Linked DNA regions of Mus musculus: region 2 is linked to region 1. The links are chromatin contacts, called in public HiChIP or PLAC-seq maps. All regions are on one chromosome and are shown on one strand. Each heading gives the region's core, a stretch centred on a gene start, on an enhancer-like site or on the middle of the called end of the contact. The rest is flanking DNA. Distances are from core to core; before and after follow the strand shown.

Evidence for each region. HiChIP or PLAC-seq counts read pairs in DNA pulled down with a chosen protein or histone mark.
Region 2: a contact with region 1 is called in a FOXA1 HiChIP or PLAC-seq map of pancreatic cancer cells. The contact joins two enhancer-like sites. A contact is called at or near these places in 2 of 115 datasets of contacts at active chromatin or transcription factors (embryonic stem cells and pancreatic cancer cells) and 1 of 9 other capture datasets (embryonic stem cells).

What each region holds. Positions count from the first base shown.
Region 1 is chr4:148,709,508-148,716,495 of GRCm38.p6, reverse strand. No RefSeq gene overlaps it. Among named protein-coding and RNA genes, the nearest start is that of Gm32897, 34 kb to the left of the region's middle. Within about 2 kb of position 1,500, at least 60 of the 459 cell types and tissues checked have an H3K27ac peak or open chromatin away from gene starts, as enhancers often do. A contact at or near this core is called in pancreatic cancer cells, where this site is marked.
Region 2 is chr4:149,276,778-149,284,216 of GRCm38.p6, reverse strand. Kif1b (kinesin family member 1B) reads left to right here. Exons shown (of 49, transcript NM_001290995.1): 3 at 7,294-7,370. Among named protein-coding and RNA genes, the nearest start is that of Kif1b, 27 kb to the left of the region's middle. Within about 2 kb of position 1,961, at least 56 of the 459 cell types and tissues checked have an H3K27ac peak or open chromatin away from gene starts, as enhancers often do. A contact at or near this core is called in pancreatic cancer cells, where this site is marked.

The DNA.
Region 1 (6,988 bases), core at 251-2,750:
TGCTCCTGTTTTAAGACAGCCGTCTCTTGTTTGGCCTGCGTACACCAGGCAAGCTGACCCACTGGCTTCCAGGGACTGTCCTGTCTGTGCCTCCTGTCTCCCCATACAGCCTCTGGAATTACAGATGTGAATGCTTTTGAATCCGGCTTTTCATGGCTTCTGAGGACTTGAGTTCAGATCCTCAATCGTGCACGAGTTACCCATTGAGCCATCTCTCCAGTCCATGACGGGGTAGTGGCTTTTTATTGTTGCTTGTTAAGGATAAGTCGGTGCTTTCCGAATGTTCCCTCCACTGCATGGCCATCTGTGATGAAGCCAGAATTTCAAACAACTAGATGAGTTCGATAGCAAACAGGCAGACACACACAAAATACTTTTTAAAAATATAATAAAAATGTTTAAATCGCTATTGAAATGGAGCCATAGGGAGCTGCCCACACCACTGCCACCCTAAGTCTTTTAGTATGTACCCATATCTCAGTCATAATAAACTAACTACACCTATGGTATACGGGGTGAGAAACAAGGGGGAGAGGGGAGGGAGAGGGAGAACACTCTGCTCCAAGACTTTACTGTGGCACCCACAATATTCCCAAGCAAGCAGGCCCCTTACTGCTCATTCAAGGAAAAGTCTGGTGTTATGTAGCACTGGGGATACCTAGGTATGCCATCACCCAGGAAGGGTTACTATGGTCACTTAAGACTTCTACAAACAGGCTTGGGAGCCTGGACCTGCCTTGTCTTTGGGGGTCCCCTCTGTTCATCTGACATGCTCTCCCTATGAAGTGCCCCCCCCCCCAGTACTGGTCTACCTACTCCTAAATGGCCAAGACTTCCTCACCCTCTTGAACCCCAGTGGAGACTACACATCAGGTAGGGCTGTAGGGTGCTGCCCCCATCTGGCCATGGTCTCAGGTTGATCTTAGATGCTTCTGTGCGAGGTGATTGGTCTTCCCTGCTGCCCTGCTGCAAGGCTGGCTGTAGGGACTTCCTTAGATCTCAGACAAGGCCTGCAAGATCATCCTTAGAAAACTATCGCCTGACCTCCGTCCCCCTGAGCCCCTAACCCTGGCTGCCCTTTACTCCCAGAAACCACCTTCTTCCCATCATCCTTTCAATGTCTCCTGTAAATTTCTCTTCCTCCTCTCCTCTTCTTCTGATTCTCTCTCCCTCTTCACCCCTCCGCCTTCCTCCTCCTCCTCCTCCTCCTCCTCTGCCCCTCCTCTTTCCTCTCTTCCCTTCTGAAGATATCCCGCAGGTCCCTGGTCAGTGAAGCTCCCCAGCCCTCTTCCCAGATGAAGACATCACCTTCTATGCATTGCTAGAGAGAATGGCAGTTCCTCACCTCCATCTATGCTAAGCCCCAAGGCTCAGGGACAGGTGTGACAGGCGGAAGGCATCCTGCTTGTTTTCCTGGAGGCCTGCATCCAGGAAGCTCCCCAAGCCAGGCTAGGCAGCCTATTGACTCACAGGGCCCTGAGTCACGCCCTGCCCTGGGTTTCGGTCTGTCCCAGCTCCAGAGGGACCAGGAGACAATCCCACTTCCTGTCCCTGTTGAAGCTACTGGTGTGTGGGAGCCCTCGGATTGGCTGTCGTGTGTGTTGTTGTGTGTCTCCTGGCTTTCACCCATATGTGACTCATTTATGCCACACGTGATCCTTTATACATTCACTTATATGTGAGGACCTAACTGTAGGTAGATTCCCACTCAAGTGTGAATGTGCGTGTGTGTGTGTGTGCGCGCGCACGCGTGTGTAACACACATACCAGTGGCTGTTACATAGCTCTTTGTTCCCATATCGGTCCCCAGTTAGTTCTGAAGACCCCTAAACATAGACAAAGAGTAGGGGACCCAGCCAGACTGGTGGCTGCTCATCTTCCCGTGACTCCATCCTGACAAATTTATGCCAAACTAGAGAGGGCTGGGACAATCCCCTTTACCACACACCTTGAGGATCTCGAGGGAGGCCAGTACCACAGAGGCCCCTCCATGCTGCCAGGCACCCTGTGACTCTGGACTCCCTGTCAGAGACCCCACATACCAACCCCCACCCCCAGCAAAACTGAGTGGCGGGGAACACCTCACAGGGTGCCCGGTGGGACCCAGCTTTGACTCACAGCCACAAGCAAATGGAGTGAGGTTCCCCTGGCGCCCTGGCTCCCCACCCCCACCCTCAGAACTGTGCTTCCCGCAAAATCAATCATCCTGCCACTGGCATTGCGGGAAGTGGGGGGGGTGAACAGGAGACTTGTGGGGCTCGTGTTCCCTTTTAGGGTGGCAAGCACATGTGGGTCGGGTGGGTAGACACTGCTGGGCACCAGTTAGGGAGGGCCCAAAGGGCCTCCAGGCAAGCCCTAGGCCCCTCTTCCGGTGGCCAAGCCAGGCTCAGAGAGAAAAGGTACAGTAGGGAAAACTAGACAGTATGAGGGGCTGGCTGAAGATGCGGGGGTAAGTGGGGCGCTGAAGGAGGAGGGGGGCTTGTAAGCAGCCTCAGTTGTGTTAAGTGTCTCCAGGAGTAATATGACACAGGGTCTGCGCCTGTGGTGAGGTGCCAGGGAACTGCCCCTTAGATTTCCTCCCTCTGTTGGCCTTGGCTGCCTGGATTCTGCCATCAGAGAGCTAGCATGTGCTCCAAGGAGGGGACCACAGACTCCCCTGTTACCTGGAAAAAACTCCTGTGGTTGGGGAATTGAGGAGCAGCTGGAAGCTCTCAGATACAATCCTCTCCATCCATCACTGTCAGTGTTCACATTCGCACAAGGCTCGAGTGGGTAAGGCCTGCAAGGGTGGCCTGGCAGCAGGTTTTAGTGTTATACTATTTTCACTTTCGCTTACCAATGAGGAAACAAAGGTCACAGAGAGGAGGCAGCGTGGAGCGAGTGGTTGGCCAGCGAAGGTATGGTCTGCCGACCGTGCTCCCACAGCAAGAGCATTAGGCTAGGAGTCCCTGCTGGAGCAAGGCTTGCTCGTGGTATCACCCACTCCGCTGTGTCTCCTCCCTGGGCCTCTACTTCCCCTTCTGTAAAATGGAGTCACTGATCCCTGCCCTGCCCCAAGGGGATAGTGCAGGGAGTGACCGGTGCTACCAGATAGGAGAGGCCTTTAGAAACCTCCCTTGGCGTGGCGCTGCCATTGCGTAGCTGTCGGCAGCCAATCTGCTTCCAGCATGGCCTCATCTCTCTGTGCCCAGGGGCAGCAGACAGACTGGACAAGGTTTTCTAGATCCCATGCTCTGTGATAGTAGGAGTCTCCAAGCTAATCATATCCTCCTCCACAGGCAACTGTCCACAGGTAACTCACGGTCTCCTCTCTACCATGAGCTGGTGGGACCTTGGCAGGACTTTGCATGCTGAAGATTATCCCTCCCCCCCCCCATCCCTGGTCACTGGGAAGGGGGCATGGGGATGGTGGGCCAGGTTGGCAATGTGAATATTAGCTGGTGTGAACTAATTTGATGGTGCTGATAAGTGCTGCGGGTGCCTGGGGCCACAGCCCCACCCAGCACCCCCACACACACACTCCACCCCCGCTGATAACATCAGGATTGAGCTGTCCTGGCTCCTTGTTCTCGGGTGATGAAATCACGGCTCCATCAGGCTGGCTAGCTTGGCTCTTACCAAATCGTTGTAATTGAGATTAATTTGGGGGCGAATTGGGTCAGCCCTCACAGGCACCCATTAATTAGTGGAGGAGGCTTAGTGCACCAACAGCTGGGCCTTGCATCCAGCGGGGCTGGAGCCGTCCAATAGGGAGCACTGAGTGAGAGATGCCCTGTGACATGGTGTGTCCCAGGGCACGGGGCAAGCTGGACAAAGGCTCTCCAACTCCAGGCCAGGCCAATCCCCAAGCCTTTTCCCGCTGAGTGCTTTTCTCCCACACTAGGAAGGGAAGGGGGCATCGGGCTTCTGACTCTGGTCCAAAGACTGCTCTAGGTCTCTGTGAATTAAAGGGCTCATTACAAGGGTGGGGAGGGGGGAGGGGGGAGGGGTGCTCCGAGGCTCCTTGGACATCAAACAGCTCTTGCAAAACTTTTCAGATGAGTTAAGTGCAAATGAATTTGAAACAGACAATGAGGTTCCCTCCAGAGACACCTGGGCAGAAAAAAAATGAAGGGAAAAGCGCCCGAGGAGAAGAAGCTCATTTGGAGATTTTTTTCTCCCCCTGAACCCAAAACATAACAGGGAAAACAAACCTACCCGTCTACACTGGGTGCCAGCGGCAGACAGACACGCCCTGACTCAATGCCGGGCTGGCAGCAGGCTGGGCGCATCCACACGAGGCCTGGGCGCACGTGTGGGAGCGGAGAGCTGTGGGGGGGGGGGTACAGGGACGGAACTGTGGGGCACACATATGTGCAGAAGTGGCAGCAGCTCTGGGATGGCGCCGAGCTAGGAGCCAGGAGAATATGGGCCCTGTAGATGGCCCCAGGGGAGTGAGGTGTGGCAGGTGGGGCCTATGTCCTGGCTATGTGCAGTGAGAGACCCAGTCCAGGCCCCTGGCACCTTCTGGTCATATTTATGCCCCTGATTCCTGGGTAAGGCCCTCCTGATAGCCAAGCAGGTGAGGTGTCCAAGTTGGGGCCAGGAACCTTCCTGCCCCACCCTACTGGTCCAACCCGCTTCTCCCTATTGCTCCTGTGTCTTATTTTTCCCTTGTGAATCTCTGAGACACAAAGGTAGATTGAATCACTAGCAACCAGCCATACTTCTGCCCGCCCTGAAGCCCTAGCCTACCCCCAAGGACCCAAAAGGAGGCGGCTGCTGGGGCCTGGGCAAGGATGACATTTGAGGAAGTCTTGCACTAAGTCCTTGCGGAGTCTCCATGAATGGCACAGGCTGGGCCCTCCCAGAAGGCTCCAATGGAGCCACCTCCTGGCTGTGTGCATTTGCAATTCATGGCTCTAACAGAGATTGCATTAGCGCTCTCCTCCCCGCCCCCAACCCCCCCTCCCCCGCTGTCACTATGATGAATGCCGCTTGATTTCTAGAAAAAAAAAAACTGGCCCGGGATACACGGTGACAAGATAGGGCCTGGGGACCAGGGCGTGGCTGGTGTCCTCTGTAACCTAAAACTTGTCTCCTCAGAGGCTCTCAGGGCCACACCGCATGAGCTATGAGCAAAGGACACGCCCCCTACAATTTCCTTCTTACTAAGACCTCACAGTCCCTGCCCCTGGGGTCCGCCCAACAGGCCGACTCCTCGGTTCTCAGCTTGTGGGTCTCGACCCCTTTGGGGGTGCAACAACCTTTTCACAGGGATCACGTATCAGATACCCCGATATCAGATATTTACATTATAATTCATAACAGTAGCAAAATTACAGTTATGAAGTGGTAATGAAACTAATTTTATGGTTGGGGTCATCACAGCCAGAGGAACTGTATTAAAGGGTAGCAGCATTAGGTCAGTTGAGGACCACTGAGAGAGGAAACTCAGTGTTGGGAGAGAGTCTGCCCACTTCACAGACAAGAAAACAAAGGTCTAAGAGAAGAGAGAAGCCAATATTTTGGCTAGAAGTCATTAGATAGGGCCCAGAAGTCAGGAGGGGCACAGCTCCTGAGGGGAAGGTCTGGGAGATTCCTGGAGAGGTAGAGGGAGCCCTTATTGGCTGCAGCCCTTCCTGTAATCCTGGTCCTTAGGGACCTAGGTCTGCTTAAACCCTGCCCAGGCTCCCTGGCAACCTCCTCCTCCTCCTCCTCTTCTTCTTCCTCCTCCTCTTCCTCCTCTTCCTCCTCCTCATTCCACAGGCCTGAGGCTTTAGCTTTGGATGATGTGGTGGGAGGAGGTCCCTCCCTCTCACCTATGACCCTGCCAGGGGAGTAGGCGACTGGGTATAGTAATTGGTTGGCTGGCTGTGCACACAGCATGGGTGTTTTCAGAAGGAGCAAATGGATAAATGAATGCTAATGAATGAGTGAGAGAGGGCGTGGTCTCCAAAGGAAAGACTGTGGCCTGATGGTGCCACTTCTGAACTCCTGCTTACCAGGGTCCTGTGTCTGGGCCCTTGCTGGCTCTGCCCTATGGGTATGTCTTTTGCTGAGCCAGATGGGGGAAAGAGCCTGGCTGTGGCACAGTCAGAGTCAGCTTCCGTAGCACTCACAGAAGGGACAGGGACAGAACAGACTGAGAGGGGGGAAAAAATCCCAGGTGTAGACTGGAGCCTGGCCATCCTGATAACAGCTGTTCCCGGTGTCAGGGGCCATGCAAAGGGACACTGAAGTGATGGGTGCTGGCTTTGTCATATGCTCACAGGTGGGGATGTGGGACTCAGGGATGAGCAGTGAGCTGACCGGGAGCCACAGTGTACCTACAGCCTCAGTTGGGCTTGGTGTGTTTCTGTGGAGAGATAGCCTCTCTGGCCCCATCAAACATTACAGGGCCACTCCTGGTGTGGCCTCAACTTCCCAGAGGGAGTTCTTATCCTGGCATTGTTTGGTCAACTTGACAAGTCTCTCCCAGAAAACCAGATGTCTATTCCTTACAGCTGCCCACCCGGTTTGTCCCCAGGTGGCCCCGGCAGTCCTCAGTGTCATTCTGACATATGGGTTTCCCTCAGCAACAAGGCCAGAGTCCAGACCCAGGTCCACTCGAAGGACCCTTCTGCTCCACAACCAGGCTGTACTCCCTGTCCATGGTCCAGATGAGCAGATAGATGCCCATTTGCCTCCTAGGCTACGAAGAGCTAAGCCACATTCTGGGTAAGTTAGAGGCTCAGGTCCAACCCCTCGGCCCTCCACCATACCTTTCCAGGTGAAGCCCAGAGCCAGGAGCAAAACACACTGGGTCTGAAGGGTTCAGATCCCAAGTCTCCCTCATAAGCTGTGTGACCACGCACTTACAGCTTCCCCTCTCTGAGCTTTAACTTCCTCATCTATAAAATGGGCGTGGTTATGCTTTCGGTCAGCATGGGGCTTCAAGCATTCTTCCCTCTGAGCCTTGGGTCCTCATCCACTCTGCCCTCCATCATCTCCAGTGGCTGCCAGCTGC
Region 2 (7,439 bases), core at 712-3,211, 570 kb before region 1:
AGGGCTACACAGAGAAATCCTGTCGAAAAAACAAAAAAAAAATGTTGTGGTTATTCTTAGTACCAAAGTTATTTTTAGTCAGAGGTTTGGTTTTTGGGGGGTTTTTTTTTGCATTTATTTTATTTTTTGTGTGTATGTCTGTGCGTTTGTGCACTTGTGTGGCGGTCAGAGACACCTTGTGGGTCATTTCTCTTTTTACTTTGTGGATTCCAGGGGTTGAACTCATAAGGCTCAGCAGGAAGCCTACTTACTGGTCGAGCCATTGTGCTAGCTAGGAATGTTAAGTTTAAAGTCAGAAATAATTGTGTATAAGTTAGATGAGACTTTTTCTGTGTATATTTGGAACTGCTTTTCATCCATCCACTTATTCAAATATATTTTACCCTGTGTGTGCGCACACGCGCGCGAGAGGGACAAAAAGACAGAGACAAAGAGAGACAGAGACTGTGTGTGTGTGTGTGTGTGTGTGTGTGTGTGTGTGTGTGTGTGTGTGTGGTGGTGGTGGCTGGGGGCACATGTCTGCTGTGCCATGGTGCACATGTGGAGAACGACCATGGAGTGTCAGCTTTATCTTCTTGTGGCTCATGGTCCTGGAGATCCAGCTCAGGTAGTCAGGCTTACACAGGAGGTGCTCATATCTGCTGAGCTTTCTTGCTGGCCTAAGAACTGCATTAAAAAATTTAAATTGCATTAATTATTTATTGTGTGTGTTGGGGAGGGCAGTATTTGTGCCACAGTGCACATGTGGAGATCAGAGCACAACTTTTGGAAGTTGATTCTCTTCTTTCTCCATGTGCGTTCTGGGAATCAAGAATGGGTCATCAGGCTTGGTGGTAAATGCCTGTGCTTCTTACTGGCCCGAAAACTGATTTTATTATATATAAGCTTTTAAACTGCTTACATTGTTTTCATACCAAAACAGCTATGCAAGAGACAGCTGGGGGCTGGAGAGGTAGCTCAGCAGTTAAGGGCACTTGTTGCTCTTGCAGAGGACTGGGTTCATTTCCTATCATTCACTGCGGTGGGTGACTCATAACCATCCAATACTCTGGATCTAGGGAGATCCCTCACCCTCTTCTGGCCTCCATGGGAAATCTCTTTTTGCCTTGGCTCTCCTGGAAAACCTATGTAAAGTAGGGTGGGCTGAGACTTAACCTGCCTGCCTCTGCCTTCGGAGTGCTGGGATTAAAAGTGTGTGTCCCTATGCCCTCCCAACAATAAGATCTGCTAGGAAACCTGACCTTGGTTTTCTGCTGTCCATTTTAAAGTTAATTTTTAAATATTCATGCCAGTAGCAAGGTGCTGTGATTGCGTTTGGTAACCCAGTGAGATCTGAAATGGAGGGTGAGCTAGCAAGCTGGTCTGCTGCTTCTGTTTGTTAGGGAGGGCAGGCCTTCAGTGGTTGCTCTGTCAAGGATTGTGCGTTACAGTAGGCTAAATACTGTTGTTCACAGATGTATTGTTCAGTAATGTGTATGATGTGGGTATAAGCAGGAAATATTCAGCAAGCAGAACCTTTTAGAGTTTTTGGTTTATTTTAGAGATAAAAGTAATTGAAGTAGTATGATGCCCATTGGAAAGCACCGGGGAGGGGCATCTTTATAAGGGAGGGAGGAGACGGGAAAGGTTGGGGGTTTCTCAGAAGCCCTTTGTTTTGGCAGAGCAGAGAATGCAGTAAGGCAATGATTCTGGGGTTGGTTCTCCGCCTTCTGCTTTGTTCTCTTGACTCTGCTGTCATCTTGTTTGCCAGGCTCCTTGGCCTTTGTGGTTTGTTTATGTGTGTGCACATGCTTATGTTTGTGGTGCCTGTTGAGGCCACGGGGTGTCAGATCCCTGGGGTAAGAGTTACAAGTGTTATTGAACTGCCCGACGTGGGTGCTGGGATCTGAACTCTAGGCCTTAGAATTGAGCAGCAAGTGTTCCTTACTGCTGAGCTGTCTGCTGACCCACACTACACCTTTTTATGTTGATTCTGGTGAGTAACTCTGTATGTGGCTAGCACTTTCACCTCTCAGCCATCTCCCTGGCCCCAGCTTTATCTCCTAAAATTGTTCAATATTTGCTTAGGAAGATCAGCTGTTTGTTTTGGTGGGGGAGTGTAAGATCTCACTGTGTCGTTGAGTCTGGCTTCACCTTTTTATCTTCCTACCTTGATCCCCTGAGCCACCATATCTAGCTTTTAGAATTAAAAAAAAATTGTATAAAGCAAGTGTGTTCTAAATTTTGTCCTGTTTTATTTGTTTGCCTGCATGTCTGGTCTCCTGATGCCTGTGGAGGCCAGAAGAGAGGTCAGATCTCCCAGAACTGGATTCACAGGAGGTTGTGAGCTGCCCTGTGGGCGACTGCAATGAACCAGAGTCCTTTGGAAAAGCAGTCTCTCTAGTCGCATGGGGTTGGTTGGTTTGTGTGTTTGTTTGTTTGTTTTTCAAGACAGGGTTTCTCTGTGTAGCCCTGGCTGTCCTGGAACTCACTCTGTAGACCAGGCTGGCCTCGAATTCAGAAATCGGCCTGCTTCTGCCTCCCGAGGGCTGGTATTAAAGGTGTGCACCACCATGCCTGTCTAGTCTCATGTTTTGTTGTTTTAAAGAATGACCATATGGTGACATTGGAGAGTTGTGGCTTGTTTTCTTTTCTTTTCATATCCCCCCTTTGATAGAGTCTTTTTATATAGCCCTGGCTGTCCTGCTGTTCTAGAACTCACTAGGTAAACAAAGCTCACCTTGAACTCTTCCTTTAGAATGCTGGGGTTGAGATGTTGCCACCACTCATTCATTCATATATATATATATATACATATACACACACACACACACACACACACACACACACCTGTTTGGGTTTGTTTTTTTTAAATCACATTAGGGATGTAGTTTGTTATATTTAAATGGTTAAAGCACTTTTTGGTTATAAGTATTTTATTCAAATCTACTTTATGTTTTCTGCCCTTTTACTGTATTGGCAGAAGACTCTAAAAGGTTATGGCTGTAGGTTTTGATTTCATGGTTTTGAAATATAAATGGTGGATATAATATTTTATTTTGTGCCCTTTTCCCTTAATTTTTGACGTAGGATTCTTTCAGCAGATGAAGGCTACTCTGGTATCACTGGGCTTTTTGCTTTGTGTTTTTGAGGCAGAGTCATACTGTGCAGCCTTAGAAGTCCACAAATAATCATCCTCCTGCCTCAGCCTCGTGAGTGGGATGATTACAGGCACGAGCCACCATGCCTAGTCCGTCACGAGGATTTTAACAAACCCAGACATCCTGCTTTTGAGAGAAGTTAATATAAAGTTGCAGAGCTCCCACGCTGATATGTTGATTATAGCTGCAGGCAGAGCCTTGGTAGTTTGTCGACAGCAGTGTAATTACTGCATTAGTGACTTTGAGATATTAGATAAACAAATTTATTCTGCAGAATAAAAAGGGCTTTAAATACAAATCTTCTTTTAACAGCCTTGTTTTCTAGGGTTCCGTAATGAAAACATTTTGTATATTTATGCTCCCCACAGTTGTGGGGAGGAGTAAAGTATTTAGCAGACTTTGGAAGGCTAAGACTTTTACATTACTTAGTTTTTGTGTGAGTGTAAACATTGCACACACACACACACACCATGGTGTTTCATGGAGGTCAGGGAGTAAGGGAGTCAGCTCTCTTCTTCCATCGTGGAGGACACAGGGACCAAACCAAGGGGTTTTGTTTGTTTGTTTTGTTTGATTTACTTATTCAGACACACCAGAAGGGGGCATCAGATTCTATTACAGATGGTTGTGAGCCACCCTGTGGTTGCTGGGAATTGCACTAAAGACCTTTGGAATTGCTCTTAACCACTGAGCCATCTCTTCAGCACCCTTCCCCCACAACCCCAGGTTGTCTCTTGATGGCAAGCATCTTTCCCTACTGAGCCATCTTGTCAGTCCTCTAAGTTTTAGCTTTTAAAAGAATATATATATATATATATATATTTTTTTTTTTTTAATTTATGTGTATGTGTGTGTACCTGTGTAAGTTTATTTGTGTAGGAGCCCAGAGAATCCAGCAGTTGTCAGACTCTGGGGAATGGGAATTAGAGGTGGTTGTGGTCCTTTGCAAGAGTGGTAAGCACCTAACTGCTGAGCCATCTCTCCAGCCCCTTCTGAAGGTAATCTTTACTGGAAGTGATTGCAAGGAGAGCAGGATTAACTCTGGCTCATTACTAAACTACAGTCAGGCCTTTGAGACACGTGTGATGACTGCTTTAACGATGTTCATCTATAGTGTAGATAATGACACCATCCTGCTCTTTTCTGGCCTTCTTAAGGTAGACAGTGTTGACAGTGGCATGAGAATTAGGAGTTTGAACACAAGGCAAAGTGAAGAATTTCTGGATGAAGGGTCATTGATTCGGGAAGAAAGATACATTGAGACCTCGGGAGTTGTAGCTGCTGTTCAGATGTCTAAAGGAGGACTTAGAGAGCAGCCTGCGAATAAGACTTAACTTGGTGGTGACTGCAAGTGTGCAGGAGGGGGAGGCAGAAGGAACACAACTTTTAGGTCAGCCTGGGCTATGAGAGCTTGGCCCTACAGTTCCCCAAGTGTGTAGTACATACATATGTGCATATTACATGCTTTTAATTAGGAAATGTTTTAATATTCAAGATAATACACATATAAATACAAAGAATAAAATATAAAAAAAAATAAACTAAATCTAAAAAGAAGGGTGGGAAGGCAGGCTCGTTGGTTTTGAGTATGCACTGCTCTAGCAGAAGGTTTGAGTTTGGTTCTTAGTATCTACACTGGGTGCCTCACAGCTGCCTGCTTGTAACTCCACTTGCAAGGGATCAGACACCCTTTACTGGACTCAGGTCCCCGAACTCACATTCCACATACCCCTATAGACAGACAGACAGACAGACACGCGCGCGCGCACACACACCTGAAAGACAATCCAAAAAAAAATATGGTGGCTCAGTGGTTAAGAGGACTTCCAGAGGACCTGGGTTTGATTTCCAGTACCCAGAGGGCGGTTCACCCCATCTGTAACTTCAGCTCTAAGGCACCTAACACTCATCTTTTGCCCTCGGCCACCAGGCATGTAAATGGTGCATAAACATAAATACAGGCAAAACTCCCATACAAGTTTAAACATTTTTTATAAATTGTATAGATAGATACAGAACTTAAGAAGTAGAACATAGGGGCCAGAGACGCTGCCCAATGGTTAAGAGCACTGGCTGCTTTTCCACAGGACCGGCACTCAATTCCCAGCCCCCATTCTGTGGTGAACAGGCATCTGTAACTGTGGTTCCAGGGGATCTGATGCCCTTCCAGCCTTTTAGGCATGAGGCATATGCAAAGTGCATCGTCACACATGCAAGCAAAACACCCAGACACATAAAGTTACATTATTTGTAAAAAGAAGTAGGAATTACCATGTCTTCTGTATTTTCTGATAACTCTTGCAATGATGTTGACTTTTGTACTATTTTATTCTTGCCTGCACTGTGCAGACAAACAAACAAGAAACCCAGCTTGGTTGTATTACTCTAAGAAGCTTCAAAGATGGACAGAAAGCTTGTTAAGGAGGAAGAAACGGATTTTGTGTGAACTTGCTGTATTCTGATATAGATTGTTTTTGTTGTTTTCCCTCAGGGAAATGACAAGTCAAGGTGTAGGCACTAAGAATTGGTTCTTCATGTTCTGATAGAACTGTAACTGAACAAATACGGCTTAAGTGTGTGAAACAGCCAATGTCTAGTTGTCAGAGGTGTTTATTAACCGTCTTTCGAGTGGTAAAGGCTGACTCGAGGGCCATGCCTCCATCTCATCATGCTTGCTGTTTTTTTAGCTTGGACTCTTAATTTTTGTTTTCTTGGTAGTTTGTTGTCTTATTGTTAAAACAGAGAAACTTTAGGCGAATAAAGAGAGTTTTAAACAACACCTATGGTTTAATTTAGGGGGTAGCAATATGCATATAGCCATATACATATACAAATATATAAAATGCCCTACTGTTTCAACTTGGTAATCTTGATATGTGCAAAGCTAATTGTGACAGCTCTGCAGAGTCAAATTCTAAATCTGCCGCTAGCTATTTCTGTGGCCTAAAGAATATTGAATTTTCTGTGATGGTTTTTTAAAAAATGGGATGAGAAAACATTTGCCTCATTGAGTGCTTAGGAGGATAAAACAGTTGCTAAACACAAAATACTATGGGTTGGAGTAATTACACCTTCAAATGCTGGCTGATATGTTGTACTCTTTTGTTAGACTTTGATTAGATTACCATTTATTTGTAGGGAGATGTTCTTTCTAGAATCATGTCCTCTGGTCACATGATTATGTGTAATGTGAGCCTTATTAATACTCTGTCAGCATTTGAGGTTGGAACATAAGTATGTGGCTATACCCAGAGGAATCCAGCAAGAGGGGGAGCTAAGCTCCATAGCAACGGTTGCTATTTGTGTCCGCTACACCAGCTGCCCAAAACACATTTACTTTTTAATCCTGTTTTCACTGATAGTTTGAGATGTAGCCTTGCCTCAGCAAAGTGAGTTGGTTGAGTTGTCCAGTCTTAGAGTGGATTTTATGATCACATGTTTGGGAGTGTCTGTCTCGTGAAATATGAGACGATAAAGCTTTGTGTATGAGAAAGGAAGGAGTAAGCTTCGGCATTCAGTCAGTTGCTTCCATGTGGTACGGTAGCGTTAGTTATGTGAAAAGTCATTTTCAATGTGTAGTAAGATTTATGATCTATTAGTGCTCTGTGGTTTTGCATAAACACCTATGCACACATATACATGTAATAGATTACATGTTGTCTACTGTGGATTTTAGAAACCCAAACTTGGCTATGCTTTTTTTTTTTTTTTCATTACAAAATGCTTTTTTGAAGTAGATAGCAAACATTTCACAAAGACTTTATTTCTAACATGTTGAAATATTTCATACCTTATGACATGCTCTGAAATAGAAACTGCTAAGTTTTAGCTGCTAACTTAGCAAGGGATTCAGTTCTGGAAGATTTATTGAGAAGCTGTTACACACTAGGCTCTGTGCTGAATACTGGTAACACCCAGATGAGTGTTGTGGTGTGATTGTGTGTGTGTGTGTGTGTGTGTGTGTGTGTGTGTGCGTCCAGTATAAATTGCCCTCTTAAACAATGATAACCTTATTATTATTATTTTTTTTGGATTGCCCTGTTAAGATTCAATAGTATAAATGTCCTGTTTGGGATGCTTTAAACATATAGTATATTATATTGAGCTAATGAACTTGATGGACTTAACATAATTAAATATCTTTATTCTGTAGGTATTATTAACCCAAAGAACCCAAAGGAAGCACCAAAGTCCTTCAGCTTTGACTACTCCTACTGGTCCCACACCTCGGTGAGTCTACTGCCTCCCTTTTCCTTCTTTGGCCTTTTCTTACCCTTAATTGTTCCAAGATCCAATTCT